Regions from separate parts of the Mus musculus genome. Here all the other regions are linked to region 3. Evidence: chromatin contacts called from public HiCAR-type, HiChIP or PLAC-seq and promoter capture Hi-C data. All regions are on one chromosome and are shown on one strand. The core of a region is the stretch at or near the end of the contact, and the rest is flanking DNA. Distances in the headings are between cores, read along the strand shown. Region 1 overlaps Wdr25 (WD repeat domain 25). Region 2 overlaps Yy1 (YY1 transcription factor). Region 3 holds the start of B930059L03Rik (RIKEN cDNA B930059L03 gene). Region 4 holds the start of Trmt61a (tRNA methyltransferase 61A). Region 5 holds the start of Wdr25 (WD repeat domain 25). Region 6 holds the start of Atp5mpl (ATP synthase membrane subunit 6.8PL).

Region 1 (4,251 bases), core at 293-2,792, 1.7 Mb after region 3:
GGAATGGAGCGGGGGCAGCCACTGACGCGCCCCAGAGGCCCAGAGGAAATATTATTGCGAGACAAAAACTGAATTATGAAATCCGCAAGCAATAATTAGTTTAAATTACTACTTCTACTTGAATAATTAAACACGCTTATTTTCACTCACTGATGTTTTATTCATTACCATACATCTTTCCTGAAAGTTGTTTTTAACGTGGATATTCTTTTATTTGCAAAGATCCCACAGAGATTTACTATGCTAATTTCAAACCTTTCTTCTAAAATAAAAACAATAACAAAACACTCCCAGATTATCCCCCATTAGCAACTGCTGTGTGGGGTCCATTATCAATTTAAGTCACAGCAACTGACTGGAAATACTGTGGGTAGCCATGAAGTTATTCACATAACATAGCGTCCTCCCTTGAAAATTCACTACTGAAAGGGCGGTATTTAAATAAGCTCCAAGTGATTATGAAAATAAAAAGACCCAAGTGCAGAAAGACCATTCAGGCACAGACGGAACTCGCCTGTGCTTTTAGCACACCCTCTATTAATGAACATGTTTGTGCACCGCCACAAATAATATTTGAATTTTGTAAGTCGTGTTTGTACACCCTGGAGCCAGGATACCCATAAGCACAGTAATAGGGGCTTAAGGTTTTTATTAAACAAAGTTACCTTTGGGAATAAGGACTAACTTAAATATAATCCACGGACTAACTCTTCCCTGCTGGGCTATTAGCTGGTGCTGGCTGAATGGCGGGACTCCAAATCCTCACTAATGCCAACAAGCTGGGCCTGAGTCAAACCCAGATGGAGTGCGGCTGCCACCACTGTCAACCAGCTCCATGGCGGCCCAGAAGCCAAGTGCTCTGTGGTCCCTCTGAGGGGACCACAGAGCCTAGTTAATGCGAAAGCAGAATGGGCACCAGCTGGACCCACTGGACCACTGTGACAAACAAGCATCCGTGTAATGTCAGCACAGCCCTGTGTCCACACACCAGCCCTGCTCCTTAACGGATCCCTTGAGGTGGCACTGGGCTCTGCACAGTCCTGACCCAGGTCTTAGAACCAGCAAGCTCTTCTCAAACACCTGCTGGAGGAGACTAAGCACTGGAGTTTTAAAAATCCAACTAGACCTGAAGTCCCTATCCTAAAACAATCATTCATTCATCCCAGCAACTCAGCAAAGATTGCATGTGACTTGTTCCTACAGTCCTCCCTCCCGCTGCCATCTATCTCCATGTAGGTGGGTTTGGGGGACACTTCCACACATGCAACCAGTATTTTGAAGTGGCAGGAAAGCAGATTTTGAAGTTTCCAAATAAAAAAATTGACCATCAGCTGAATAGAACCACAAGCTATGGTGCTGGTATGGCCCTTGGAAGATGAAGGGCCTCCAGAGGCCACAGGCCAGAGCTCAGATGGTTCTAGAAATCAACACTATCTGCAATCTGCGTCATCCTGTTAGCCGCATAGGGAGAGCAGAGCAGAGCCTCTGCTAGGCTTCTGTTACCGTGGCAACAGCTTCACTGGCCTGTTGCTGGGAAAGGAATGCAAGAAGGGAATTGGAGAGGGAGTGGGGAAAGGAGGAAAGGCAAGCGGAGGCGGACACAGTTGATGGAGGACTAGGGGCAAGCAGAAGGGGAAAGTAAAATCAAGACATGAGAGGATGGAGGGAAGAGACAGGGAGGAGCAGGGCTGGAGATGGGAGCGCCCACAAGTGTGCAGCTATCTGTATGCAAGGAGAGCTTGTTTCACTCATTAAAGGCAACACATTTCAACTCTCAGTTGCTGCCTCAAGATACACTCAATTATCCGATAAACCACGGGAAAACTGAAAATGCCAAAGTGCTGGAATTGCCTAAACACAAACTCTCAACAATGTCAGCACGAAAGGCTGGCCGGGTCAGGCCTAGATGGAAAAAGGAGGAGGAGAGGGAGGGGGCGAAGAGGAGGAAGAGGTAGAGGAGGAGGAGGAAGAGGAAGAGGAGGAAGAGGAAGAGGAAGAAGAAAAGGAGGAGGAGGAGGAGGAAGGAGAGGAAGAGGAGGAGGAAGAAGAGGAAGAGGAGGAGGAGGAGGAAGAGGAGGAAGAGCAGGAACATGCAGTGGGAGGCAGCACCCTTGAGCACAAGGCACTTGGCACATGAACTCTGTTGGCCTCCCTGTGGAGCAGGCCCTCTCCTGCTCACGAGCTCACGAAGCAGCAGCCTTGAAAGCTTGGAGTTTACACTCAGCTAGGCATCCTCACATTTGTCCCTGGTGTAGGCCAGGTGGGGCTGGAGCAGCACAGGAAACTCAGAGTAGGTGGTCAGCTCCAGCCTATTCTTCGGATACCCCAAAACACATCACCTGCCGAGTTCTAAGAGCCATCTAAATGGAGCATGGTGCCCTGAACTGGTCCCTGGGACAGGAAAGGGGCGTTAACAGGAAATTAAGTAAAAGGCAGGCAAGTGCACTGCAGAGTTAGCTGAGTGTGGTAGAGTTGCCTGATGTTAACTTCTTAGCTGTGTGAGAGGGAGGTCAGTGTGAGGAACGTGGGGAAGGACCAGGCACTCACTGCGTGCTGCTTTATACATCTAGGGTTATTTTTTAAAGTTTTACAAGAAGAATAAGAAGGGCCGTTAGAAACTAAGAGTCCCGTTTTTCTCACAGTGATTCATCTCTTTCGTATAAACCAGCACCCCTGACAGGCTTAACCGCCATAAAGTTTTATTGGCGTGCAGGCTGCAGCATTACAGCAGAGCCACACTCCCACAGCCAGAGTGAGTTATTAAGCCCTGAGCGAGCTGGCAGCGCCCTTTCCTCTGGAGCTGGAACACAGCAGTGACATGCCTCCACACATCAAGGAGCTGCAGCTCAGACCACAGAAAGCACACACACTTGGAAGACTGTGCTGAAATCTCTTTGCCCTCCCTACTCCTCAGCAGGGCTGCACAGGTCCCTCTGGGCCTCAGGTACCCAGCCAGCCAGCATCCTTGGATTGCCTTAGGTTACTGGGGGCAGCACACTCTGCCACATTGCTAGGTCTTTGCAGTGTGCTTGGGATGGTCTGCCACGGCCTTGCTGTGCATCTATCACACCTCCTCAGTGCCCCAACAGCCCAAAGCATCTTATCCTCCACCCTACAGCACAGTCATGATCCTGCCCCACCATTCCCTGCCCGCTCTGACCCCCTGTGCTGCTTCCTCACAGGGAAGACTAGTCCAGGCATTCGTCTCTGATCTCACTCTGTCCCAGCACCCAACTCTTGCAACAGATGCAGGATGAATGAAATACTGTGTTAGGAATGCAAGCAGTTCTTCCTATCCTGCCACTCCCGGGAACAGGTCAGGAAGACTCTATGTGTTAGAGGAAAGGAAACAACCCTCCAGAAGAAACAGATGTTGCTACAGAAGGACAGGTCCATTCCCACAGACATGAGTGTGGCACAAGAGTCCTCTTTTGACAGGGAAGTTGAAAAGCTTTTCAGAGGCTTTGGTTTCCTTGACAACAGCATTGCTGTAGACATGCCGGGAAATAATTAAAAAGTATGTTCCCATTGCTCCAAGTGCTGTAAGTGTTTTTAACCAACAAGAAACAAGTCATTCTGGGTGGCTTCAGTGTGACAGAGCCAAGGGCACACACAGAGACCCCATGGCACCATCGCCTTTCTCTGCACTTGGGGGCCTAAGGGAAGGACCGGAGCCATTAGCCCGGTACAACAGTGACCACAAGAATTTTAAGTCAGATTAACAGCAAACCTTTCCAAAGGCCAAACCTCTGGCAGTTCCCTGAACTGACTCTCATTAACACCATGTACTAGAAAGAAACTGAGGCACAGAAAAAAGAACAATCCAGGCCATGTGGCCAGGGACCTCCACAGCCCCTCCTCAGGCTGACTCCAAGAGCTCACCACTCCTGGAAGAGACTCACATTCTGTCCTCTGGGCCCTGGCCCCCATGTGGAGCCACTCATGCTGGCTACCTCACATGGCAGGACCTGCATCCCCCCTGTGCCTCCCACAGAGCAGGGACTTACAAAGCCAGGCAGCTAGAGGCCCCTGCCCCTGCTCACCATGCTCCCTCTTTTTTCAGATGGCTCTAATGTTGTGTTTTGTTTTAACAGCTTTACTGTGTTCGTGTCTTTCATTGTAAGCTTCCTCAAATCCTTTCTGGATTTATGATTTATAAATAAGTAATAAATAAACACACAAGCTGCAAGCAGCGGCCCAAGACTATTACCTGAGAGCGTGAATACAAACATCTCAACAGATGTGGCACAA
Region 2 (4,644 bases), core at 794-3,293, 1.8 Mb after region 3:
GTAAAAAGAAAACTGAGGGAAATTACCAAGTCTTTATTTAGTCTATTCTAACAATATCCAAAGTAATTTCCAAGTTTCAGTTATAAGCTTAGAGTCTCATAAAGACTTGTGGGTTAAGTACAACCCAAGGTCTTAAGACTTGACTTGTTAATGGTCCAAAAAGAAATAGTCCTAACACAGTACAGTCAATATACAGGAGTAAGAACACTGGCCCCTATAGCAGCCCCATTTAACATATCTTAAGTGTCCTTTACTAACAAACAAAATGAAGACCGTGTTTATAATCCCAAAGCCCTAATTGCTTACTTTGTTTCAGTTACAAAAGTGGAACTCAAAGGGCACACTCCTTATATACACCCTGTCTGCAGCCTGAGCAGAGGTCTAACCACACTCCCCTCGCATTACTTACTTTATGAGGGCAAGCTATTGTTCTTGGAGCATCATCTTCTTTAATTTTTCTTGGCTTCATTCTTATTGAAAAAAAAAGAGAGAGAGAAAGAGAGAGAGAGAGAGAGAAAGAGACAGATTTGTAGGAGTGGGTCACACTCAGTAAGCATAAATCAAATCGTCCCTGAGGTTTTCCCTTGTAGCACCAACACTAAGCTCCTGGTGTTCCCCTTCTACAACGGAGAAAGGACCAAGCTGCCCAGACTGCTCAACTGCGAGCTCTCTTCTAGCTTCTAAGTAAAAGTGCTGGTGCTTGGAAAGCCTGCCTCGCTCGCTGCCTCTGGCAAAGCTGGTATGGCTTGGAACTGCACCACCAGCACCATTATCATATATGACTCAAACACCTCCTCGTCCCACTTACCCCTGTTAAATAAAAACTAACAACCCCACAAAGATCATCAGCCCTGACAACTGCACATTAATTATTTTGTTGGGGTAAGGCAACAAAAATCAGCTGCTCAAAAATATATAACATCTTAAAAAAACACAGTAACAAACAACCACACACATACAAAATGGGCCCACATCATACAGACACAAACCATCTTTGGGAAATATTAATTTTGGAAGTACACATTATACTTTTATACAGAGTCATTTATACCCATGTAATAAAAACTCTCAAAGGAAACCACAAACGGGCACTGGCTACTACTACTGGCTGATGGACAGGCAGAATTGCCTTGTTTGTTTTTTTCAAGACAGGGTTTCTCTGTGTAGCCCTGGCTGCCTTTAAACTCCCTCTTTCAACCAGGCTGTCCTTGAACTCAAAGAGATCTGCAGGCCTCCACTTCCCAAGTGCTGGGATCAAACAGGTGCACTGACACTGAGCGGAAGGCATCTCCTGCTGGTGTTTTGGTGGTTAGAGGGAGATGACAGTTTTTATAGGATGTTTCATTTTACTTTGTTTTTGAGACAGGGTTTTGTCACCACCGCTAGTTTTATTTCTGGTTGTAGCTTGTCAACTGAGAACCAGTCTATCTTCTACTTCCTCCAGCAACCTTGGTCTTTCTGAAAGATTTCTTTCCTAGCATTCCTTACAAACTTGCGTATGATCAAGGAGCAAGAAAACTGTGCTCTAGAAAACTATGATTTAATTTAATTTAATTTCAAAAACATCTTTGTAGCCCTAGTTGGACTGCCTCACACTCCTGCATGAAGCTTGCTGGCTAAACTGTAACTAAGCCAATGGTCCCTCTTAGCAACAATGTACCAAAAATGACTTATGACATCTCTCAGTAGGTTACTCTGTCCACCCAAACCCAGGACAGAGTATCTGGATCCTCCTTACACTGCCAAGCTAGCAACCTCCCATGTCTAAAAACAGGGAGAACTTCTACAATGCCTGATGACCAATCTCTTCCCAATTCCAACCCTGCAGACACACTTTAGATTACTAGTATTCCAGTTAGCAAGCATTACTTAAGTGTCTGCTGTTTACAGGTTTTTAACGAGCCTGTTGTTCTCAAAAGCCTGTCTCTACTTATAATTCATACTAGTCTCTTACATGTCAGTGAGTTTGAAGTTTGGGGTTCAGTTCAGAGTAGCAGGAAGCAACTGGTGCTACTGCACCACCTAGAGGTCAGATCAGCATGAATCAGCAGCAATTCATGAATGCTTCTATTTCTTTCAAATCTTTTTCCTCCCTCCCGAAGACAGTGTTTCTATGTGACATTGCCCTGGCCATCCTGGAACTTGCTCTGTAGACCAGGCTGCCCTGGCACTCAGAGAGCCTCCTGTCCTGTCTCTCTGCCTCATGAGTGCTGGGATTAAAAGCATATGCCACCACTGCTCAGCTTTCTTTCCAGTCTTAATAAGATGTCTTTGAAATAGGTTCTTACCATATACCCCATACTAGCCCTGAACTTGCGATCTTATTTCCATATGCTAAGTGCTGGTGACAGATCTATGTGGCCACTCCCAAACTAGTTATCATTTTAGAAATTGTGTGCTAATATTCAGTATTAATTTTAGAACGAAAATTTACCAGGCATTTGGGCAAACCTAAGACTTCATCAATGGAAGACACAACTGTCCATAACAAGATTGGCTCTTCTCTCAGAAGCTACGCAAAAGAAAAATGAAGGGGTCATTCCCACCCCACCCCAGCATCAAGAAACACTGCTTGCGTTTCTCTCATTGACTGGGATACTTTACAGACCCAGACACGATGAGGACAAATGACAAGATGGATATATGACTTGGAGTTGACTTCTACTATCTTTATGACCTTGAGCAAATCACTAACTTCTCAGCCTCGGTTTCTTACTCTGTAAGCAGGCACGACCCTTCTTTTATCAGAGCTGCAAGGAGTCCAAGACAGCACACCAGACCCCTGAGCAATGAGTTACTATCATCACTGGTCATATGGTTAGAAATGAAACTCATCCTTTTGCTTCTTTGATCTTTGAGAGAGGGTCCAAACCAAGTATCGCAGATTGGCCAGGAGCCTGACAACCGTGTGGCTCGGCCTCTGGCATGATAAGGAAGAACTGTAAGCGCCAACTACCTACCACACTCAATAAACTGAATTCATTCTTTAAAATTGTATTATTTATGCTTAACAACCCGTAAGGTTCTGATATTCTAAATTATCTTTCAACCAAAAAACCCTAAGATACTGAAAGGAAAAAGACAAGCATAAAGCCACCCTCAACAGCTTTTTACTCTACTTGCTACTCAGTTTTATTAAACTGGAGGGCATGTTGAAAGACACGCTGCTTAAACTGACATTACCTCCAACTCATCCTGTCACATGTGGAAGGAGCACCACCACAAAGACTGAACTCCACAAGTCACATCTGCAGCATCTTCCCAACAGTTTTAGCAGAGCCCTGGATGTAGCAAAGATGAGTCTTCTGGCAGTAAGCTAGGAAGTACAAGTCTCCCCAGTACAATAAACTTAGAACCAGGATGTAGGACCTCAGCTGCTGAGACAGTCCATTATCACTCAGCTATCATCTGCCAGCATCAAGGTCTCATTATGGAGCCCAGGGTGGCCTTGAACTGGCAATCCTTCTGCCTCGGCCTCTCAAGTGCTGGAATTACAGGTAGTTGTTCACTTACCACACCCAGCAGCCTACAGGATATCACAGTCCAGCTTTAAGGAAATATACAATAAAGAACTGCCTAGCTAAAATTAGGAGACATAAATTACTCACCAGGCCCTAGTCTCTGAACACAGTTTTTCAAAAACAGACAACTCAGTAAAATACCCCCACCTCCCCTCTGTGGTCCCACCTCAAAACTCAGAACCCTTGTTTTCAGGGGTGGTGTCAGGTCAAGACAGGCTTTCACTGTGTCTAGCTATCCTGGAAACCCCTCAGAAGACCAGGCTGGCCTCAAACTCACAGGGAACCTCTGTCCCCTGACAGCTGGAATTACTGGCATGAGCCACCACCACCTGATATTATTATTATTATTTTTTGAGACAGCACTCATGTATCCCAGGTCCAGCTTCAAACACACTATGCAGCTAAGGTTGACTATGTGCCTCTCCTGAGCACTACTGGATAGACACACAGCACTTGACTTACATGTAAGCCTAGGGTTTCCTGCATACAAGACAAGCACTTCTGAAAACCAAGCAATCCGACCCTCCAGCTTTAAAGACAGAACTTCCAAATAAAATTCATTACTTTTTTTTCTTTTTAAACTTATGTCTATGTTAAGCAGTCTAAACAGAGGGTGGCAGTTTAAGACATTCTTGTCTTCAAGTCTAGGCCAGCACACCCATACTGCCAAGGATAGAACAGAGAGAAACATATGAACTCTCAGGCATAAGCTAAGACCTCGGGGCTCAAGCGTTGCTCTTCAATCACAGGACAAAGTCAGGCCTGAATAAGCTTTGCCATAACTGGTAGAGATCATATGGTCTGATCCACAACAGTGAAACATGGTGCCTCTACTTGATATTTTATTGTGGGAATCCCAGTCAAAGGCCCCTGAAGACCCCACTCCAAGACAATACAGTCTCACAATATGGAGATTTGAAAACAGCAAGGCATACAGGTTCTGGCATTTCTCTACCACCAATAAAGTCCATGTAGGTCAACATGATCTTTAAGGGATCTAATTCTACATGGGACTGGAGTCCAATCCTCAACACCTTGGTGCCACACTTCCCTATTTTTACATTCTAACAAACTGAGCAAGATAACACCCAATTCTAACATAGAATGAGAGTCCTCAGAGCTG
Region 3 (4,536 bases), core at 1,215-3,714:
TAACATAAGCAGGTTATATTCAGGACTGTGTGTATTTATACCTATATGCATGTAATAACAACTAATGAAATAAGAGGCCATGAATTTGAAAGAGAACAAAGAGGGGCTCATGGGATGTTTTGGGTGTATGTGTGTGTGATGCAATTTACGTAATCTTAAAGTGAACCAGACAACTTGAGGTTGCTCCCCAGGACCCACAAGCTGCTTCCCAGAGTACTCACAATGTGACTCCAAGTCACAAGCATGACTTAACTCCATGAGGAGTGCAAATGCAGAGACGGGGTGACCCTGACCTTGTCATGCACCCAGAGACCACTTCCTGCCCAGTACTACCTAATAATACCATAAACCTCCACCTACATCACCATAGACACACACTAATACCAACTTTATTCCTAAAGGTAAAATGCCAGCATTCTCCAGGCTTATCAAAGCACACGAAAACATGAGCATATGGGCTGAATAAAAACAGCAGAAAAACCGGGTTTCAAACTGGTCAAATGCACTGACCAATGGAGGGCCGCCACGAGGCACAACACCCGAACATGGACCCTGTAAGGAGGGTGCCTGACATCGTGATGACCACCCGCTGAAGCAGAGACCTCTGAACTTTACCTAGGGCTTCAGCCCGGCCCGTCACCTCCTACGTGCGTGAACGGCTGACAATCCACCTATCTACTTGAAGCTATACCTGTCTTACACCTGAACACTACACCTGCGGCCTAGATCCCTGATCTCTCAGGTTCTGAGCTCCATGCCCCCAACAGCTATCCACTTGGACTCCTTAATCCCTAAATACTGTATTTGTGCCAGATGGTGGTGGTATAGTCCCTTAACCCCAACACTTGGGAGGCAGAGGCAGGTAGGTCTCTGTGGATTTGAGGCTAGCCTGGTCTAGAATGAATTCCAGGACAGCCAAAGCTACACAGAAACCCTATCTTGGAAAATCAAATGAACAAAACCAAGCAAACCAAACCAGCAAATGTTGTAGCAGCTATCTGCCTCTGCCTCCAGGAAGGCCTCTGTGAACTCTAACCTTGAATAGCCATTCTGTAATTTACATTGCATTGTGAGGTGTAATGTGTGACCCAAGAGTTATTATTTATTAAGAGAGTGAGAACAAAACTACTCAACAAATTACATCAATACAAGGGATGCAGACTGCCAATTTATTATTCAGGAAATTCTAACATCATGGAGAGAGAGAATTGTGTCCATGCTTCTGACAGCACCCCCACACCAGGGCTACCTTCCAGGGTTACCAGTATCTTGGGCAGGAAGCAGTGGGAAACAGACATCGCTAGGGCTTCCTTGGAACAGGCATGGCTATGACCCTGGAGGGAATCAGCACAAATTTCCAGATTTTTGAGCCCTAGAACAGTAAGACTCAGGGACAGAGTCGGAGACAGGCAGTTTACTACAAAGAAAGGAGAGAGGGAGACAGAAGTCAAGCCAGGAAGTGCACGCCTTTATTCTTAGGGCAGAGGCAGGGACATCTCTTGAGTTTAGGGTCTACACAGTGAGTTCCAGGTCAGCCAAGAAGAGACTCTGTTTTATAGACAGACAGACAGACAGACAATAAGGCTAGCCAAGGCGAGACCCTGTCTTATGAGTAAATTAGAGAAAGAAGGAAAGAAAGAGGCACCCAGTGAGTGGTAGTGGGAAAGACGGGGTGCTCAAAGTCCTCATCTATGTGAGTTCTGGTCCTCCATAGTTATTTACATAGCAAGCACCTCTACCTCTTTACGTTACCACGTGTCCGGTACACGCCACTTAGGTGGGACGAGTTTCCTGACCCTGCTTACTGGTTTCTTTCGTTAATCTCTCGGCATCCCCAGCCTCCCACCTACTTCAGTTCTCAGAGCTGCTACAGGGGACAGGTTGGCCCTGTCCTATCCACGCTACGGTCGCGTCTCGGGGTTCCATGACGGGGGTCACATGGGACCCTGGTCACCAACCCCGCCTATCAAGTGGAAAGTGACGGGGCTGTAACCCAGGACCTGCCGTTCAGTTCCACGGACGCCTGTTTGCCGCTGTCCAGAAGCCACTTCTGCAGAGTGGCAGGTCGATCACGTGTCGCCAGGGGAGCGGTCACGTGTGGCCTCGAACGATCATGTGAGTCCTCAAGCCAATCACCGCGGCCTGGAAGAAGGGGCATTGCGATTGGCTCATTTTCCTCCCGTGAATATCGCGAGATTCAGAGTCAGACACTTCCCGATTGGTCGATGCGCTGCGTCATTTCCCTGCGCCAGCGTTTAGGTGAAGGTAGTCGGTCTCCCTGTCCTGTGTGCCGTGGGCCAAGCGTCTAAGCTTGGGTCCGGGCCGTCCGCGGCCCTCACTCCCCTCCCGCCAAGGGACGCGGCCCCCTCTGCGGCTTCCTCTAGACGTCGCTGCCTTGTCCTAAGTCAGCCTGCGTTCGAGCTGCCGAACCGAGGTTTCGTGCGGCTTCCTGGCGCGGTGACTCATCCAGTCACGTGCGCCGTGGAGGCTGCGCCTTGCGGAGATCTCCGCCCTGCCGAGATGGCAGAGACCTTCCCGGGGCCGCCCTTGTCCTGCTGCCGTGTTCTGGTGCAGCTGTGCTGAGCTGATATCCTGTTGACTTTGAACTCTTCTCCGTTTTCTGCATGCGCTTTGTCTCATTCCTACGGGGTACCTGCTGCCATCCGCTTGCTCTTTGGTTTGGATGCCGGGTAGCCGTGCTGAGTCCCAACTCTGATGCTCCTGCCTCCACCTTTCCAGTGCTGGCATGGAAGGCGTATGTCAGCACGTCCACCTTACACACACGTACCCACATTTGATTGCCTCTCCACTTGGATCTTGCTGTTCTCGCTGATCCCACATTTATCTGTACATTGCGTCCATCAGACGCAGTTTTGAGTGTCCCACACGGTGCCAGACTGAAGGTACAGCGATAAGTAGGGTAATAGGGACATTGCTTGTAGAGGGCTCACGGGCTATCCTGGGGTGACTGGTTGGAGGGATGTTTTTGCAAGCTCCCTCTTGGCTGCAGTGTGGAATGTTTGAGAAGAAGGTGTTGGGCCGGCAGGAAAAGTTAGTCCTGGGGTGAGGATGAATTCGAATTTGGAATGAGTGCCAGAACCTTTCTAGTTTCAATTTGGCCATATTTTATGGAGACCGCTCAGCAGTTAGGTCCATGTACAGTTCTTCCGGACAATCCGAGTTTAGAGTCCCACGTTAGGGACAGACTATTTATAACCCTAGCCCCAGGGGACCGAACACCCTCTTGCTTCCGTGGGCACTTGCACTCATATGTACAAATCCACATACAGAAACAAACACATTTAAAAAAATAAAATCTTAAGGAGTGAGAGCGTGTGCTGGGGTTTTCTCACTTCTCTGCTCACATTTGCATCTAGCAACACTTCAGGCAGGTGAGGATAATTCCTGGTTTCTGTTTTTCAGCATGGAAAACAGTGCGGCCGGGAGTAGCTGGCCTTACTGCTCAGACTAGGTGAATTTTGCTGATGGCTAAATTTTTGAAGCAGAATTGCAGAGTCAAAATACATGACACCCTGCAGGGTGGAACGTGTTTCTAATGCCAGCATTCAGGGGGCTGGGTAGTAGGATTTTTGGTAAGACTGTCTCAAAATGTTTTCAACACTTACCTTTTAAAACTTTCAGTTGCATTTTTAAGGGTCCTACAAATCTGCAAGCCACCAACAGTAAACTGAAGTGACCCACCCTTCCTCACCTGCTACTGGGGTTACTTTCCTGTCCTTCCAGAAGCATTGACTTGTGGCCCTGAGATCTGCATAGGATGGCGACACTGCCAGTGGGAGCCCCTGCTTACCTGCCTCTGCTGGCTTTGCATCCTCCTCGGGAATATTCCTCACACCTACACGGCATGCCTATGTCTCTTTTGGCATGTAGGTGGAGGTAGAATTTCTGTTATGGGTGTCTACTTTCAGCCAGCTCCTTGCCCTCCAGCTACGTGCAGCCAGCCAGCTGGGAAGCGGTGGAGTACCATCGCCTAAGCCAGTGGTGCTTCCTGCAGCCATAGTTCTGCAGAGCAGTGTAGTTTAATGCAGTGTATCCCGTTTGATGCCTTCTCATGGTGTAGAGAGAGCCTGTCACAGGAAACAGAAATGCAGCTACTTTCTGTAGACTCCAGGCTGTCACCTGTGGCAGGTGGCATCCCATGGAAGATGAGGCCCTTGTCACTCACCATTTAAAGAAAAACCTCTTTCCTTAGGGGGGTGGTATACTGTTGTTGGGAGGGCTGGGATCTTCCATACTCCTGAAACTGGGAGAGAATGCCATTGCTTTCATTTGTAATTCATGACCTCATCTTTTAACTAAGTTGCTCAGAAAGCTCAAATCTCCCACCATCTTTAAAGACAACAGCAAAACAAACAAACTCCCTTCTGCAGGCTGGAGAGATGGCTCAGTGGTTAAGAACAGTGACTGCTTTTCCAGAGGTCCTGAGTTTAATTCCCAGCAACCACGTGGTGTCTCACAACCATCTGTAATGGGATCTGATGCATTCTTCTGGTGTGTCTGAAGACAGCTATGGTA
Region 4 (4,604 bases), core at 749-3,248, 1.1 Mb before region 3:
CCTCACCTGACGTCATGGACTCCAGGACCAGGGCTAGCTCTGTCACCACTCATCCTTCTTCTTTTTTTCTTTTCTTTTCTTTTTTTTTTTTTTTTTTTTTTTGGTTTTTCGAGACAGGGTCTCTCTGTGTAGCCCTGGCTGTCCTGGAACTCACTCTGTAGACCAGGAAATCCGCCTGTCTCTGCCTCTCAAGTGCTGGGATTAAAGGTTTGCACCACCACTGCCTGGCTTCTTCTACTCATCCTTATAGCTGCTCCCTCCACAGCTCCAAGTACCCAGGCTTGGTGACCACTTCCAGCAAGGTTCCTCACCAAAGCACTGGTTCCAACCTCCTGCCTGTCCTGTCTTTCAGAGGGCGGAGAAGGGACCGGGTACCACATGGGAGCACAGGATTGTGTTGCCCGAAACAGGGCAAAGGCCTGAGACAGGATAGCATATCCCCTAATGCAAGGTACAAAAGGAGAGCTGTCAGAGCTGACCTGCTATCCGCTCTCTCGCTTCAGAGGGAAAGAATAGAAAGCCAGCAACAACCGGGAGAATGGGAACTCTTGTGACTCTGGACCTCAGCCTCTTAGCCCACAAGAAACACACCACCAAGGATCTAGCCATCTGATCCCCGGGGTCATTCTTGGCAGAGGTGTATGCCTAGATTGCTGCATCCAGTGGCCTCAGTACCTAAGGGTGGGCATGTGAGAGACAGCTAGCTCAGACCCTTCTAGCTACCACCTGGCCTCGTATCAGTGACAGTGCTAATCTTCGATGGAACTAGGGAAGGGCCTGGCTGTAAGTGTGGGACAGACTTCTCTCTGCAATGAGCTCTGGAGTATCCAGCCTCCCTCCAGGAAGGGGCAGCTGGCCTAGAAAAAAAGCAGTCAGCACCTTGGCCAGCATCAAGCAATCCCAGCTCCGACCTCATAGGGCACCTCCTCCTCTTTCTTCTCCAACCCAGGTTAGCTCCCATCAGCTGCCATTTCGATGACAGCAGCTAGTACTGCTTCTGGCTTCACTCCCTGCAGCCACACCCTCCCTTGCAAGCGGAGTTGCTAAATAAAAGCTAGAAGAACCAAGTAGTTCAGCGCACAACTGCAGGAAGGATCGGCTGCAAACCGTCTTATCTGAGCTCATACCAGAGGAGCTCACCTGATTCACAGACCACAGAACCGGGACGCAGCTCCAGCATCATGGTGATCAAGGCAATGTCGGTGGAGTAGAGGATCTGCGTGCGGTGGGGCAGGTTCACTGTCCAGAGCTCAGGAGTGGGGTGCAGCACATACACCCAGCCGCCTCTGCTGCAAATCACCTTGGAGCCAAATGGGCGGCCAATGAGGTCCACCGAGTGCCTCAGGACGCCATGCCGGGTCTGGGTCTGTGCCCCACGCTGCACACGCACTGCTACCATCGAGCCGTGCCCCAGTGACAGGATGGCTGTGTCGCCTTCCTTGATCAGCTCCTCGTATGCCACGAAACTCATGGTGTTAACGTTTGCCAAGGGTCAGGGACCTGGAGAAGTGGTGTGTGGACGTGAGGTCAGAGGACCAGGAGGCAGGATGAAGATCTGTGGTCTGGACAGAGAGGTCTGTGGGGCCTGGGTTCTGAGCAGGGTTAGCGGACTTGCTTAGCCAACCCAACAGAGCTGCACTCTAGCCTAACATATGGAGCCCTTCTGGAGGTCTCTATTCTCGGAGTACACAAGAGAGTGCACAGCGACAGGAGCCCAAGGATTCCCACACATGAAGAACCAGAATCCCCTAGTGTGAAGGCGGCAGCCTCTGATAGCGTGCACAGCAGGGGAGAGAAGCCACCTCCGAGCCCGGAATCCCCGTAGCCCCTTGCCCAGAGTCTCCACGGAGGGCTCCCGACGGCAGGGAAGGCTGGCCTCCCGCCGAACAGCACGGGACCTGCCAGCAAGCCCGGAGCGCCGCTCCCAGCTCGGAAACTCACGCAGCATAAACCGGCTCCCGGCTCCACACGTGGCTCCACGGCGGCCGTAGCACTTCCGGTGCTTTTTGATGACGTCAAACCAACGCAGGGCTCTCTGGGAGTCGCCGCGCTGTCCTTTGCGTGCTCCCAGAGGACCTTTTCTGGCTGGCGTCTCTTCGGCTGTGTTCTTCTGTGCAGGCTTGCACGTTGCCTAAGAGATCCGAGCGCTGTGCGAAATAAAAGTCCCCTGCTCGCCCGCGGCCTGTCCGCGCGCGGCCTTTTAGGGCTGCCCGGTGCACGAAGTGTCTGCCCGCGGGATACGCATGACCCTAAAGAGCACTTTGACAACTATGTAACCCCAGGACCTCCCTACTATGGCCCACCAGGACATTTTTGTCATTGCAAACAGCTCTGAAACACCCTGTCTGGGCTCCAGAATAAATGCCATAAAGTGGAAACGCAGGCAAAGGGATGAGGGTTAGCTCAAAGACTTTGGCTAGGGCTGGGCCGAGTAAAAGGAGTAGAGTTAGTCTGGAGTATTCTGCAAAAGTGGCCCTAGGCCAGGTCCTGCCTGAGGGGGAGGGCACAAAGCGTCCCTTTCCAGGATCCCTGGCATCTTGAGAGCCTATGAAGTGAAGGAAGATTCTTCCTCCGGGTGTGCAGTGGAGAGGGGAGTAGGCAGGCATGGGGCAGAGAGAGTGGAGAGCCTTCCTGCACACCTCAGCTGGTAGAAAAGAAGAGAAGGAAACGTTAGCTATGCAGAACCAGCAGCAGTGACCAGCTTAAGGCTGCACTCTCCATGAAGAGACTTTGACCCAGCCTGCCTTTTCTAGAATCCCGCCAGCCTATAGGGATCCTCTGGGGCCAGGCTAGGCCAACCTGTGATGTCCTTGCCCTAGAAACTCAGGTGCCTGACTTCAGACCTCCTCAAATTTCTGCCCTGATTGACCTTAGTATGATAGCCCTGGAAGGACAGACAGTGAGGGTTTTTCTTGGTCGCCCATGTCTTCAGCTGAGACATCCCAGCCATATCCACAGCCCCACAACCCTTTTCTTTCTTTTTTTCGTCTTTATTGAATAATTTATTTACATTTCAAATGTTTTCCCCTTTCCAGGACTTCCCTTCAGAAACTCCTTATCCCATCCTCCCTGCCCCCACAACCCCTGTTCTAACAGGGTACTTCATTCCCTTGGTGGTGCACAGCCCAATACACATCCTAATTGCCCCTCTGGAGAGTTAGACTTTTCACTTCTCCTGGGAGGTTCCTCTTCCTCAGCTTCTCGGTGGCATGGAGACCAGGCCTGATTACATCCCCACCCAACCTATGAGTTCAACGGGGGGGGGGGGGGGGGCTTGGTTCCACTTGCCCACTGCTGGCTTCTCAGTTCTTCCTGTGTACCTCTTCTACAGTCCATCTTCTCAGAACTAGTCATCTGTTATGCCCAGCCTCAGCCTGGAGTCTTCAAGCAGAACCAGCAGCTTAAGACCCTAGCTGGTGAGGTGAGGGTGGGGAGATTTCCCAGCGCAGTTTATGCACTGAGTTCTAATAAGAACAGATGCTTCATGTGGCCAGTTCACTCTCATGTCATTGAATCCTCTTCCTTACAATTTTATGACCACTTTACAGATGGGGAACAGAAAGCTAATTTGTGTAACATCATACCGACAACATGGTTCATGCAGGGCTATATTTTGTCTTTCAGACAGCCTCCCTATATAGCCTTGGCTGCCTGGAACTCACTATGTAGATCAGGCTGGTCTCAGACCCAAGAGATCTGCCTGCTCTGCCTAACAAATACTGTGCTTAAAGGTGTGCTCCACCCTGGCCTGAGGGATTCCAGTTCAAAGCCTAGAGTCAGAGAACTGATAGCGCTCTTGGGCAAGAACAGGGGCAGCCAGCCCCAGAGGAAAAGAAGCTGAAGATGTCTTTGGGGGAGGCTGCTCCACCTGCACCTCTGGCAGGGCCTAAGTTGCCAAGAGTCCCCCTTTGACTGGCACAGCCTCCTGCTGCACTGTCTGCAGCCCTCACCTCTCTTCTGACCCCTGTCAACTTCCCCTTTGCCCTCCATGAGCAAGGGAGCAGAGAGGAAGAGATACACCTTGGCCACAGACTGTGGCTAGCCTCTGGCGAACCTGGAGCCCATGGCCCTATCTGTTCTCCATTTGCCCTGCTGGACTGGACCCTGCTCTATGATTAAAAAACTCAGTCTATGATTATCAAAGACTCCTTTGATACCCCTTCCTTCTTTGTGGTTAATGTATGACTTGGTGTGATTTTGAAGGAAATGGGACCATAAATCTGGGGGGTGATGTCATCTAGCTTCTCGCCTGGGAGCTGCCAGACCAACTACCGACTCCCGAGGAGAGCAGCAGGCCCACAGTCAGGAACACAGCTAGGTTGGAAGACCCTCATCTTGCTTCCTTGCTCTGGGGGCTATCAGGACTTCCAAGCAACACCCCAGTGGGGGCCTCACATTGATACTGTCATCTGGAGGCTATAAAGGCCCCTTCACCTCCCTATCCTGCTGTCCCTTCCACTATAGCTGCATATACTCTATGAATCTGCATGATGTCCCAAGGGTAGTCACCCTAGGACCATCGGGGGATATCAGGACCTTCTGAGCCAGTACTTCTTTGTGTCTTTTCCTCTGTGTATCTGCAGAATGGGACAGTAGTCAAAGGT
Region 5 (4,652 bases), core at 1,892-4,391, 1.7 Mb after region 3:
AAAAATTTCCCTTGACCTCAGCATGTGAGCCTTAAGACGCATGCTGTCTCCCAGTTATGTATACAATAAAAGGTTTGTTTGTTTGTTTGTTTGTTTTTTAAAAAAAAAGGGGGGGGGAATGATATTTGACAAGGTATGTATGTTAACCCTAATTTAAATATTACATAATATATAAAAACCCAAGTAATAGTAAAAAAAAAATGGGTCTCCTACTAAATAGAAATAATTAGTTACTGTGTGTGTGTGTGTGTGTGTGTGTGTGTGTGTGTGTGTGTGTGTTCAGACAGGGTTTCTCTGGGTAGCTGCAGCTATCCTAGAACTTGCTCTGTAGACCAGGCTGACCTCACACTTACCGAGATCCTTCTGCCTCTGCTTCCTTAGTGCTGGGATTAAAGGCCTGGGCCTCCACTTCCTGGTTTTACAGATAATTTTTTAAATGGAAACCTCTGTGGGGCTGGGGCTAAAGCTCGCTGACAGAATTCTTGTCAACACATGCAAGGTTCTGGGTTTGCCCCTCCGCACTGCAAAGCAGAAGAGAAGAAAAAAGAGAATGTAGAAAAAGAGCACGAGGGCAAGAGGGACCTGGGTATGGCAGCACCCACCTTTGAGCCTAGCATTCGTGATGCTGAGGCAGGAGGATTATGACTTCAAGGACACCCTGGGATACCTAGGCAAGACCCAGTCTTTAAAAACAAACAACCTCAGCCTGGAGATGATGATGTACACCTATAATCCCAGCACTCAGGAGGCAGAGACAGGTGGATTTCTGAATTCGAGGCAGCCTGATCTGCAGAGTGAGTTCAAGGACAGCCAGGGTCACACAGAGAAACCCTGTCTCTAAAAACAAACAAACAAAAAAAAAGAAAAAATCCGTGTCCAGAGAAACAGAGCAACTGCAGAGTACTGCCCGGGCACGTACAAAGCCCAGGTTGGGTCCTAAGTCACCAGTCAACCCAACTGTGGCAAGAGCAATTCTAAACATGGCATCCAAATCTGTTTGTTTCACCCCAAATGCATAGGTTCACAGGGTACTAAATTTCCATTCAAAAGTTTTTCCTGGAATTCTGAGCATTCACAAATTTCTATCAGCTAGTTCTCAGTAAGAATTGCTTTGGTCTAAAACTCAGTATTAATTCTGTGAGTACAGACAGAAAGAAAATAAGGATGCTGAGCATATCTCAGCCAGCAGAGGGTGGAGTGGGACAAAGTGCAAGCCTGGGCCATGGACCAGCTAGCCCGCTTCTTTTTTTATGCTTGTGTGTTTGCTGTGTAAGTGTATGCATGCCTATGCGAATGTGCAAACCTGTTCTCCTAAATACAAGGAGGCCAGAAGATGGAGTCCTGTGCTGTTTCACTTTCTATCTATTCGAGACATAGTCTGTCTGTGACCTCTTACAGGTTGAGTTACAAGCAAGTGTGAAATGGCTTGTTACATGGGTGCTGGGATCCAAACTTTGGTCTTCATGATTTCAAAACAAGTGTCTTTAACAGATGAACCTCCCTAGCCCATTACAAGTACTCACTATGTAAGCCAGGCTGGTCTTAGTCCAGTCTTCCTGCCTCAGCCTTCAGAGTGCTGGCATTACAAGTATATATCACCATGTCAGATCACACACTGGGCTCCAAAATTCCACTCAAAGCCTTCCACATCTGTCCCCTAATGGCATTATTTGCCCTAAGAATCCCACTGCCATACAAGTCTGCTCATCATCCAATGCCTGTAGCTATCATTCCTACCAGCAGCTGAATCCAGGCAGGTAACAATGTCCACATTTAGAAACATCTTCGAAAAAGGACTTCTAAAACCAGCTTTCCACTCTCCAACCAAACTAAGATCCCACTAGAGACTAACCACACAGAGATAGACCCATGCTCTGCAAATAATTTGATCTCTACATATTCAGCAGGGAGTTGAGGCCAATCTCCTGGTTCCTCAAATGAAACCCATCTGATTCCCACCACCATACTATATAGAGCTCGGTCACAGCCTGGGTTTTAAGCTACACGGTTATCTGCAGGGTAGACTCACAAAAGAGGCCTATAGCAGATCTGAGGACAGTGTGGCTCATCAGCTCCACAGGGGATAGAAAATGAACGACAGCAAGGGACTGGACACCAGATGCACCACACATAGATTTCATTCTCTCACTCAACATCTGCCACAGTAGGCAAAACAGTAAATGATGTCCTTCATTCATCACACTCCCAAGCCATAGAAAGACAAAAACATCCCTGACTCGTGAGCCAGACGATGTCGTGGACTTGTGAACTCAAAAGGAAAAGGATACAGGGTAGCTGGGCCCAAGACTGCATCTTTTTCTGGAGCTGAGACAGGTCTCAGAGAGACTACACCAGTGTGACGCTCTGAAGAGGTTGAGGGAACTAAGGTGTTCACAATACTGTGACTAAAACAGAACCAATACCAATGAAGAGGAGTCAAGGGTGAGTCAAGAAAACATATATGAAGGGAGACGGCTGAGAGAGATGCACACCGTTTAGGAGATGATGGTAGCCATCTTGTACCCAAGTCCAAAAAATGCCATGAGAAAGGGGGGGGGGGGGAGGTGAAACCAAGAGGAAGAGGCTAAATGGGGGAAAAAGAGGACTGAGGACTGAAGTCGAATACTGAAAAGCTAAAGGGAGCACGGATACATGGGGCAGGGTGTCCTGTGTGCTTAGCTCACTGTCCAAGAAGCCTCAATCTGGATGAATTTGCAGACAGCAAGGTGATGGGGCAGGGAACTGGGAAAGTTAAAGACAGAATTTTCCCGTTCAACACACGGGTCCTAGTTTCCTACTCTGTGTTAGGCACTATGATAGATCTGATGTGGGTAGAAATTCACACGGATCTTGCCCCAGAGGCCATGGATACAGGATGGGAAACAAAAAACAGACACGGGTTTTGAAGGATGAGTAAGTTAGCCAAGCTGTCAACACTAATGGGTAAAGAGTTCAGAGCACAGCACTCTAGGAATGAACGGGAAGAACAGGAAGGCAAGCGGCGAGCTGAGCCCGGCGCTAAGAAGCGAGAAGCATGCGGCCGCCACATCCCGGCCCCCTCCCTCCCGGGCCCGCCGCTCACCACACACACACACACACGGAAGCTCTTGGTCCACCCCTACAACGGTCCGGCCAGCACTCGGGCCGCCCAGTCGCGTTCCACCACGACGCCAGCAATTTCAGCCAATCGGAGATGGTCTCTGCCCTCCTCTGCCTGGACAGCCAATAGCGGCATGCCGAGACCGGAAGTTATTCCAGCCGGCTGGTGTTTCCACGGACGCCCAAGAGGTACCGGTGGCTGAACTTGGGGGTGCTGACTGGTGGGGCCGAAGTGGGGGCCGCCGGTAAGTGAGGAGGGGGTGGTCACTGCGCCGGGAGCGAGGGAGGGATGCCGAGGTGGCGCCGGGGCCTTCGGTTGACGCCCCGGCGCCGCGCCCCGAGGATCCAGCTCGGAACCGGGCTGTCTGTTCTCTGGGCACCTGTACCACGAGGGACCGGGAGGCTGCGGCGGCGCCGCCCACCCAGCCTGTCATCGTTTCCCACCGCCTGGGCTTTGCCCTGTAGGATCTCTTTGCCCTGTACGAAGTGTTTGTAAAGCCCCTGGTGCCCGTTTCACAGATGAGGAATCCTAAAGAGAAGCAGAGAAGGAACGCTACTTGCCCACGGTTTTATGATAGCACACCAAGCTCTATGTCCAACATTAAAAGCCTATCTTTCCGCTGCAGTGCACAACTTCAGAGCAAGGCTGCTTCGGGAAGGCAGTGATGTACAAAGCGATATGCCCGTCCTATTTGTCGCTACACTACACACAATTGCAATGATGCTGTGGGGGCGGGAAAGGAAGAGGGTGGGGAGGTCATATGGCGGTCAACCTGAAGAAAGGGACAGCTGATGCAATGCAATGACAAGTAGCTCCGGGCTCTTGAGAGTTTGGTTGGCCTCAGCCGCCTCCTCCCACGGCCCAAGTAGCTAGCCAGTGGCTGGACTTGCTCTTGAAGAAAGCTGGGCAAATGGCTCAAATGCTTTTGGGAACCTGAGTGATTTCTAGGAAACCCCTCAGTAAGTGAAACTGAAAGGGTGTGGCAAAGCAGATAAGAAAAACAATAGTCTCTTCTAAAAAAAAAAGAAAAAAAAAAAGAAACAAACAAAGAAACTGAAAGGGGAAGAGGAGAGTATTAAAGACCTCCACCCTGGCTGGGCAGTCTCATATGTTCAGCTGTCCAGCTTGAGCACCCTTGGACTACACAGCCAGGGTACGTATTGCCTTCTCTGCTAGGCTAGCAGCGTGTTTTCTGTTGTTGCAGTGGTTTGGTTTGGGTCACCTACCTCATATGAGAGCATTGAAGACTTGAGGAGGGTGTGTGTCTGGATTGGGATGTTGTGCATGTATTTCATCTAGTTGACTCAGGTTCAGGTGATGCCCTGGTTTTGAGTAGATGTGGTGGGTGCCCAGTGACCTGTTTGCATTCAGAGCTTGCCCTTCAGCATCTTCAAAGCTCCGGTTGATCTGGCCTCCTTAAGTGGTCAGTGTCTGAATACGTTGACATTCTTATTGTGACAACAGAGTCTGTAATGTCTGTCTTTGTAAATTAGTGTCTTTCTCTTTTAAGGTAGTATTCATAGGGCTCGGCTTGTAGTTCAACTGTTAAAAG
Region 6 (4,820 bases), core at 15-2,514, 1.4 Mb before region 3:
CTCATACACATAAAAAAAAAAACTTAAAAAAAAACTAAAAAAAAAAGCAATAACAATTTTTGTTCATTTGTTTTGGTTTTGTTTTCTAAAAACCAAACCAGGGTTTCAGGATGCTCTTAAAACCCTAATCATCTTCCTCTACTGTCCAAGTGCTAGGATTATATCACGACACACCCAGCTAGCATGCTTATTTAAAACATAAAACCTTAGGTCCAGTCCCTAGCGTTCCTGCAGAAGTCTCTGCAACGCTTTACAACAATTTTAATGATAATTACTATGCACAGCATGGCTGCTTAATCAAATATTAGAGCAAAAATTTTTGTAGCAATACAGGGGGAAATGGCAAGAAATGCCAAAAGCCTGGCATAGTGGTGCAGGCCTTTAATCCAAGAAGACAGGAGGCAGAGGCAGGCAAATCCCTGAGTGTGAGGCCAGCCTGGGCTACATAACAAGTTACAGAAAGACCTATCTCAAAAAAAAAAAAAATTCAAGTAAAGAGGGTTTCCCCTTGTCACTGTTGCTTTATTTCCTTTGCTCTTATTGTTTGTTGGAGGGGAGAGGGGAGGAGGAGGGAGTGTGAGAGTCTCACTAAGTAGCCCAGGCTATCAAACTCAATAGACCCACAGCCCCACGCTCCACCCTCCACCCTGTGCCTCTGCCCCTTAAACGCTGGGATGAAAGACCCGAGCCACTATGTCTGGCCTTTGGTCTGATTGGTTGTTTTTGTTTTTGTTTTTTCTTTTTTTTTAGACAGGTTCTCACTGTGTAGCTCTGGCTGTCCTGGAACTCACTAAAAAAAATAGACTAGGCTTGAACTCTCAGCGATCTTCCTGCCTCTGCCTCCTGAGTGCTGGGACTAAAGGTATGCACCAACACACGCGAATTTTGGTTTAGGTTTTCAGGCTGGCCTGAAAGTCACATTTATCCTGCTGCTTCTGCCTCCTGAGGGCTAGGATTAAAGCCATAAACCATGTAAAAGGGGCTTTATTTACTTATTTACTTAAGGACAATTTGTCCGGATTATCTACTGTCCTGGTTTCAGCACTGAAAGTCCTCTGTTCCTGGAAACCCACAAACCCTGGGAAATCTGGTCAGTTTTATGACACCTAGAAACACAGTAGGCTTCTCCCAGCTCCTCCTGGTTTGGACTAATCCCTTCCGAAGCTTGTAACACCCGGGCGACCACTGGGGGCGCTGTGGTGCGCAGGCGCGGAAGGCCGGGCAGCCGGCGTCTGGTGTCTCCGCTCCTTCCGCTTTCCCAGCAGGCCCTGCGCGGCGCCTGCGTGCTCTGTGACCTTTCCCATTCTGTAGCAGAATTTGGTGTTGCCTGTGGTCTTGGTCCCGCGGAGGTAAGAGCGGAACCTGGGCTTTTTGCTGTGTTCCCAACCCGGGGGACTAAGGAGGGTCCGGGACCGGGTGCGGTGGGGCCCAGGTAGATCGCGGGCGAAGGACTCTGCGATACACGCTGACCTTGGGTCAGCCCCTGCGCCGCCTACTACAGGGAGGGTCCACCGGGTTCCCCGCGACTGTGACGGAGAGAGTGCCCGGCTGAGTCATCCAGACTGCGGGGGTGTCCGGGGTCAGTCCTCCAGATCCCCAAGAGTCCCCCAAGAGTGTCCGGGACTCCATCACGCCGAGGGCAGGGATGTGCACGGCGTTCAGTCCTCCACACTGCGAAGGTGTTTCTGGAGTTAGTCTTCCTGATTGTATGAGGGGAGGGGTGGTTGTCAGTCCCTTGGACAGATAAGACTTTGCTCAGACATCAATTTCTATGCGAAAGAGGGATTACTCCTCAAGACTTGGAGGGCCAGGGGCCCTAGTATCATCCTCACAGAAGTTGTCCAGGAGCTAGATTCTAGTGGAGGTCCACTCAGCATGGACTGTGTCCTTGTGCTGACACTTGGATGAACCTGTGTAACTATAGGCTCTGGCAAAGGGGCATGCCACCATCAACTGTGAGCATCTTGTTACCTACTCAAGTTACTCAGGGAGGGATGCAGCTAAAAATCCGTGCCAAGAAACATCACTTCAAAGCCAGTGCCTTCTTTCCATTATTCCACAGGTTTCTTCCAAGTTAGGTTTTGGCAAGGCCGATGTTTGAAAATGTATGAAACCACATTATAAACCTCAGACATGTTCCCCTCTTTACAGTGTGCTGCCAGGTAATAGCTTGCTGTTACTGTCACTTTCACAAACTCTGCAGGCATAGGCAGTCTCAGTAGACAGCCATTTGACCTTCGAGTAGGATGATCTTTTATTGAATCTGGTATTGTAAAACTAACAACTGGGAAATATGGTTAGCCAGAGAAACTTAGGTGGGAAGAGTAGAGGCCACACTGAGTACAGGGAACATGTCACTTGTGTAGTCAAATACAACCAAACTGACCAAAATGGAAGTCCAGGAGCAAGAGACAAAGGGGTGGGGGTGGGGTGTAAATGTACTGGATAGCAGGCCTTCACTGTGTCGGGACTCATGGCAGTTTAGAATAAGGACACAGTGCCAGGATGCCTCGATGCTGAGGAGAACACCAAGACCACTGAAGTCCCTCCACATCCTCTGTTTACCTTTTCCTTCCAGACCCTCCTGTGACACCACATTCTTTTTCAGGGTGTGGGAGGTCAAGACAAGTTTTCTCTGTGCCCTGACCATCCTGGAACTCCGTTTGTAGATAAACCAGGCTGGCCTTGAATTGAGAAAGATCCCCCTGCCTCTACCTTCCAAATGCTAGGATTAAAGTCAATCGCTGATATCATACCAGTCTTGATACAGCTCAACACTTCTGCACAGCCTATGAGATGAAACCTCTTTAAGTACTTTCTTAGAATCCCAGTGGCCTGGGACTTGCTGCTTTCTATTGGGTTTTTGTAGCAATTCCTTGCTATTGATTTGATCATTTCCTGAGTGCTCACTGTGCACCACGTGCCATTCTGGATCCATTCATTGTTGTTTGGGGACGGGGTGGGGGATATCTTTGTTTTTGTCTTTTGAGACAGGTTCTTGCTGTGTAGCCCTGGCTATCTATGTAGCCCTGGCTATCATGTAGACCAGGCTGGCTTTGAACTTACAGAGTGCTGGTTGGCTGGGATTAAAGGCTTGTGCTGCCACCTCCCAGCTAGGGTCCTTTATTTTTTAAGAGTCTGTCGAGCAAGTAGGAGGTCCATGATTGATGAAGAGATCTGACAAAGGAGGTTTAGAGAATTCCTAAAGTCAAGAACAGAGCTGGATCCCAAGGGTTCTAACCCATTGGTCCCCTACAGTACTCTCTCAGTCCTTGCCTGTGCCACAAAGATTCCACTCCACCTACTCAGTGACTTGGGTTCCTTCACGCTTTCCAGAGGCTGCCTTCTAATGCTCTGAAGCAGAACAATCCAACTAGAACATTCAGGTGCACATAATAGGGAGGAATTAAGGACAGATGACCATCTATGGTAAGATGATAGCACCACTCTACAGGCTAACTCTCACTGGACGAGCTAACCTTCAGACCTTTCTTCCACTTAGGTTCATTCCCATAGGAAAGAGCAGGAAGCACGGCCATAGAGGCAGATTGGTTCCTGAAGTAATCAGCAATGTGGGCCAGATTTGGTGTGATCTAGTCTTGTTTGGATCATTGATGCTTTGGGACGCAGTATAGAAATATGCCAAACAGTATGAATATGCACCCTATATTCTCTGATGCCCAGGAGGTCAAAAGACTCGCTGGAACTGGAGTTATATTACAAATGGTGGCAAACCACCTTGTGGATTCTGGGACATGGACTTGTTGAGCCATCTCCACCCCCAGAAGACATATCCCTAAATTCAAGATTAAATGGTGTGCACGCCTTCCCTGTTTCCCTAGTTCAACAGTAGCATTCTGTATAACAAGCACTCCCGACACGATACCAGGGCTGTGTGCACTAATGCAAGAATCCTAGACCCGTGTGAAGTGCAGCTCTCTTACTATCCCTGTTACACAGTCAGGTCATGTAAACTAGTGGGTGAAACCAGGGCAGCTGCCTTCTCCCCCGCCTTCAAGTTCACTATCCGTGCTTCCACTGAAGACGCTTCTCTGGGTAGCCTGGCTCTCCCTCCCCTCTTCCTTCGTGCCTCTACCACATGTGCCCTTCATTTTTTTTGCTGAGTGAATATGGTCCAGGTTTCAATAATTCACAGACAGCCATTTGACTAAATTGAGCTGGTGCTGTAAGAATAACATACTGTTGTACATCAATGAACACTTTCCCTGGTTGTTCACAGCAGTATGTCAGTTTTATAGTGTTGCAGAGTAGGATTCAATGTGCAGTAGCAGTGTAGAGCAGAACCATCAAGGCAAGGTACTGACTGCAGCCCAGGGGTTTCCCAGTCAGGTGAGAAGGGCTCAGAGCTGGGTCCTCCCGGCAGCTGTCAAATCCATCAGCTGTTTCAAAGCCCCGGGTTGGGAATGTGGGTATCTAGTTTGGTATCCAGTTAGTAAGCTGTAATCATAACTGGAAACATTACTTTAAGGGCTGTCCCATTAGGCTCATTCTGTACCATTGGTTGTGTACTTATCTGACAGCTCAGGCCTGAGCTACTGGAGGTTAAAGGGTAGTAGTTTAACAGGCCTCCGTCTTCATTTCCCATGGGAAGACCCACATCTGACCGTGGTGTGTGGTTTTGCTTGTTTTGTTTTCAACTTGAAATGCTAACGATGCTAGAAAAGGGTGCTTCTACCCAAAGGTCGAAAAAATGATGCATGGCTTGGGGCCAGCCTTAGTGGCAGGGAGGCTTGTGGGAGGGACAGCCTGCTAGCAAGATGCTGGCAGGGTATCAGGAGTTCAGAGAGCTCCCCAGAGCC

Evidence for each region. Promoter capture Hi-C pulls out the DNA fragments that hold promoters and counts their contacts. HiCAR-type assays count read pairs that join an accessible place to other places. HiChIP or PLAC-seq counts read pairs in DNA pulled down with a chosen protein or histone mark.
Region 1: a contact with region 3 is called in a HiCAR-type map of astrocytes, with 4 times the contacts expected there. The contact joins the enhancer-like site here to the promoter of B930059L03Rik in region 3. A contact is called at or near these places in 3 of 39 promoter capture datasets (the C10 cell line, cranial neural crest and hippocampal neurons) and 4 of 115 datasets of contacts at active chromatin or transcription factors (the NIH/3T3 cell line, astrocytes, embryonic forebrain and 1 more).
Region 2: an H3K27ac HiChIP or PLAC-seq map of embryonic stem cells shows a contact between it and region 3, with 5 times the contacts expected there. The contact joins the enhancer-like site here to the promoter of B930059L03Rik in region 3. A contact is called at or near these places in 2 of 39 promoter capture datasets (cranial neural crest and hippocampal neurons) and 4 of 115 datasets of contacts at active chromatin or transcription factors (astrocytes, embryonic stem cells, large pre-B cells and 1 more).
Region 4: a promoter capture Hi-C map of pre-B cells shows a contact between it and region 3, with 3 times the contacts expected there. The contact joins the promoter of Trmt61a here to the promoter of B930059L03Rik in region 3. A contact is called at or near these places in 4 of 39 promoter capture datasets (erythroid cells, liver and pre-B cells), 3 of 484 Hi-C or Micro-C datasets (CD4 T cells, embryonic stem cells and rod photoreceptor) and 2 of 9 other capture datasets (adipose tissue and liver).
Region 5: a contact with region 3 is called in a HiCAR-type map of astrocytes, with 7 times the contacts expected there. The contact joins the promoter of Wdr25 here to the promoter of B930059L03Rik in region 3. A contact is called at or near these places in 2 of 39 promoter capture datasets (the C10 cell line and hippocampal neurons), 8 of 115 datasets of contacts at active chromatin or transcription factors (the NIH/3T3 cell line, astrocytes, embryonic forebrain and 5 more) and 1 of 9 other capture datasets (adipose tissue).
Region 6: a promoter capture Hi-C map of pre-B cells shows a contact between it and region 3, with 3 times the contacts expected there. The contact joins the promoter of Atp5mpl here to the promoter of B930059L03Rik in region 3. A contact is called at or near these places in 3 of 39 promoter capture datasets (liver and pre-B cells).

Annotation. Positions count from the first base shown.
Region 1 is chr12:108,913,397-108,917,647 of GRCm38.p6, reverse strand. The region is part of intron 2 of Wdr25 (WD repeat domain 25); the gene reads right to left. Among named protein-coding and RNA genes, the nearest start is that of Wdr25, 21 kb to the right of the region's middle. Within about 2 kb of position 1,542, at least 97 of the 459 cell types and tissues checked have an H3K27ac peak or open chromatin away from gene starts, as enhancers often do. A contact at or near this core is called in astrocytes and hippocampal neurons, where this site is marked.
Region 2 is chr12:108,808,745-108,813,388 of GRCm38.p6, reverse strand. Yy1 (YY1 transcription factor) reads right to left here. Exons shown (of 5, transcript NM_009537.4): 3 at 410-470. Among named protein-coding and RNA genes, the nearest start is that of Yy1, 18 kb to the right of the region's middle. Within about 2 kb of position 2,043, at least 33 of the 459 cell types and tissues checked have an H3K27ac peak or open chromatin away from gene starts, as enhancers often do. A contact at or near this core is called in astrocytes and embryonic stem cells, where this site is marked.
Region 3 is chr12:110,589,302-110,593,837 of GRCm38.p6, reverse strand. B930059L03Rik (RIKEN cDNA B930059L03 gene) reads right to left here and starts at 2,464. Exons shown (of 1, transcript NR_033340.1): 1 at 1,159-2,464.
Region 4 is chr12:111,675,499-111,680,102 of GRCm38.p6, reverse strand. Trmt61a (tRNA methyltransferase 61A) reads right to left here and starts at 1,998. Exons shown (of 4, transcript NM_001099793.1): 1 at 1,942-1,998; 2 at 1,141-1,500. The coding sequence starts at 1,471.
Region 5 is chr12:108,892,761-108,897,412 of GRCm38.p6, reverse strand. It overlaps Wdr25 (WD repeat domain 25), which reads right to left and starts at 3,141. Exons shown (of 7, transcript NM_177602.3): 1 at 3,100-3,141. It overlaps Wars (tryptophanyl-tRNA synthetase), which reads left to right and starts at 3,239. Exons shown (of 10, transcript NM_001164314.1): 1 at 3,239-3,344.
Region 6 is chr12:111,963,453-111,968,272 of GRCm38.p6, reverse strand. It overlaps Atp5mpl (ATP synthase membrane subunit 6.8PL), which reads left to right and starts at 1,264. Exons shown (of 4, transcript NM_027360.3): 1 at 1,264-1,349.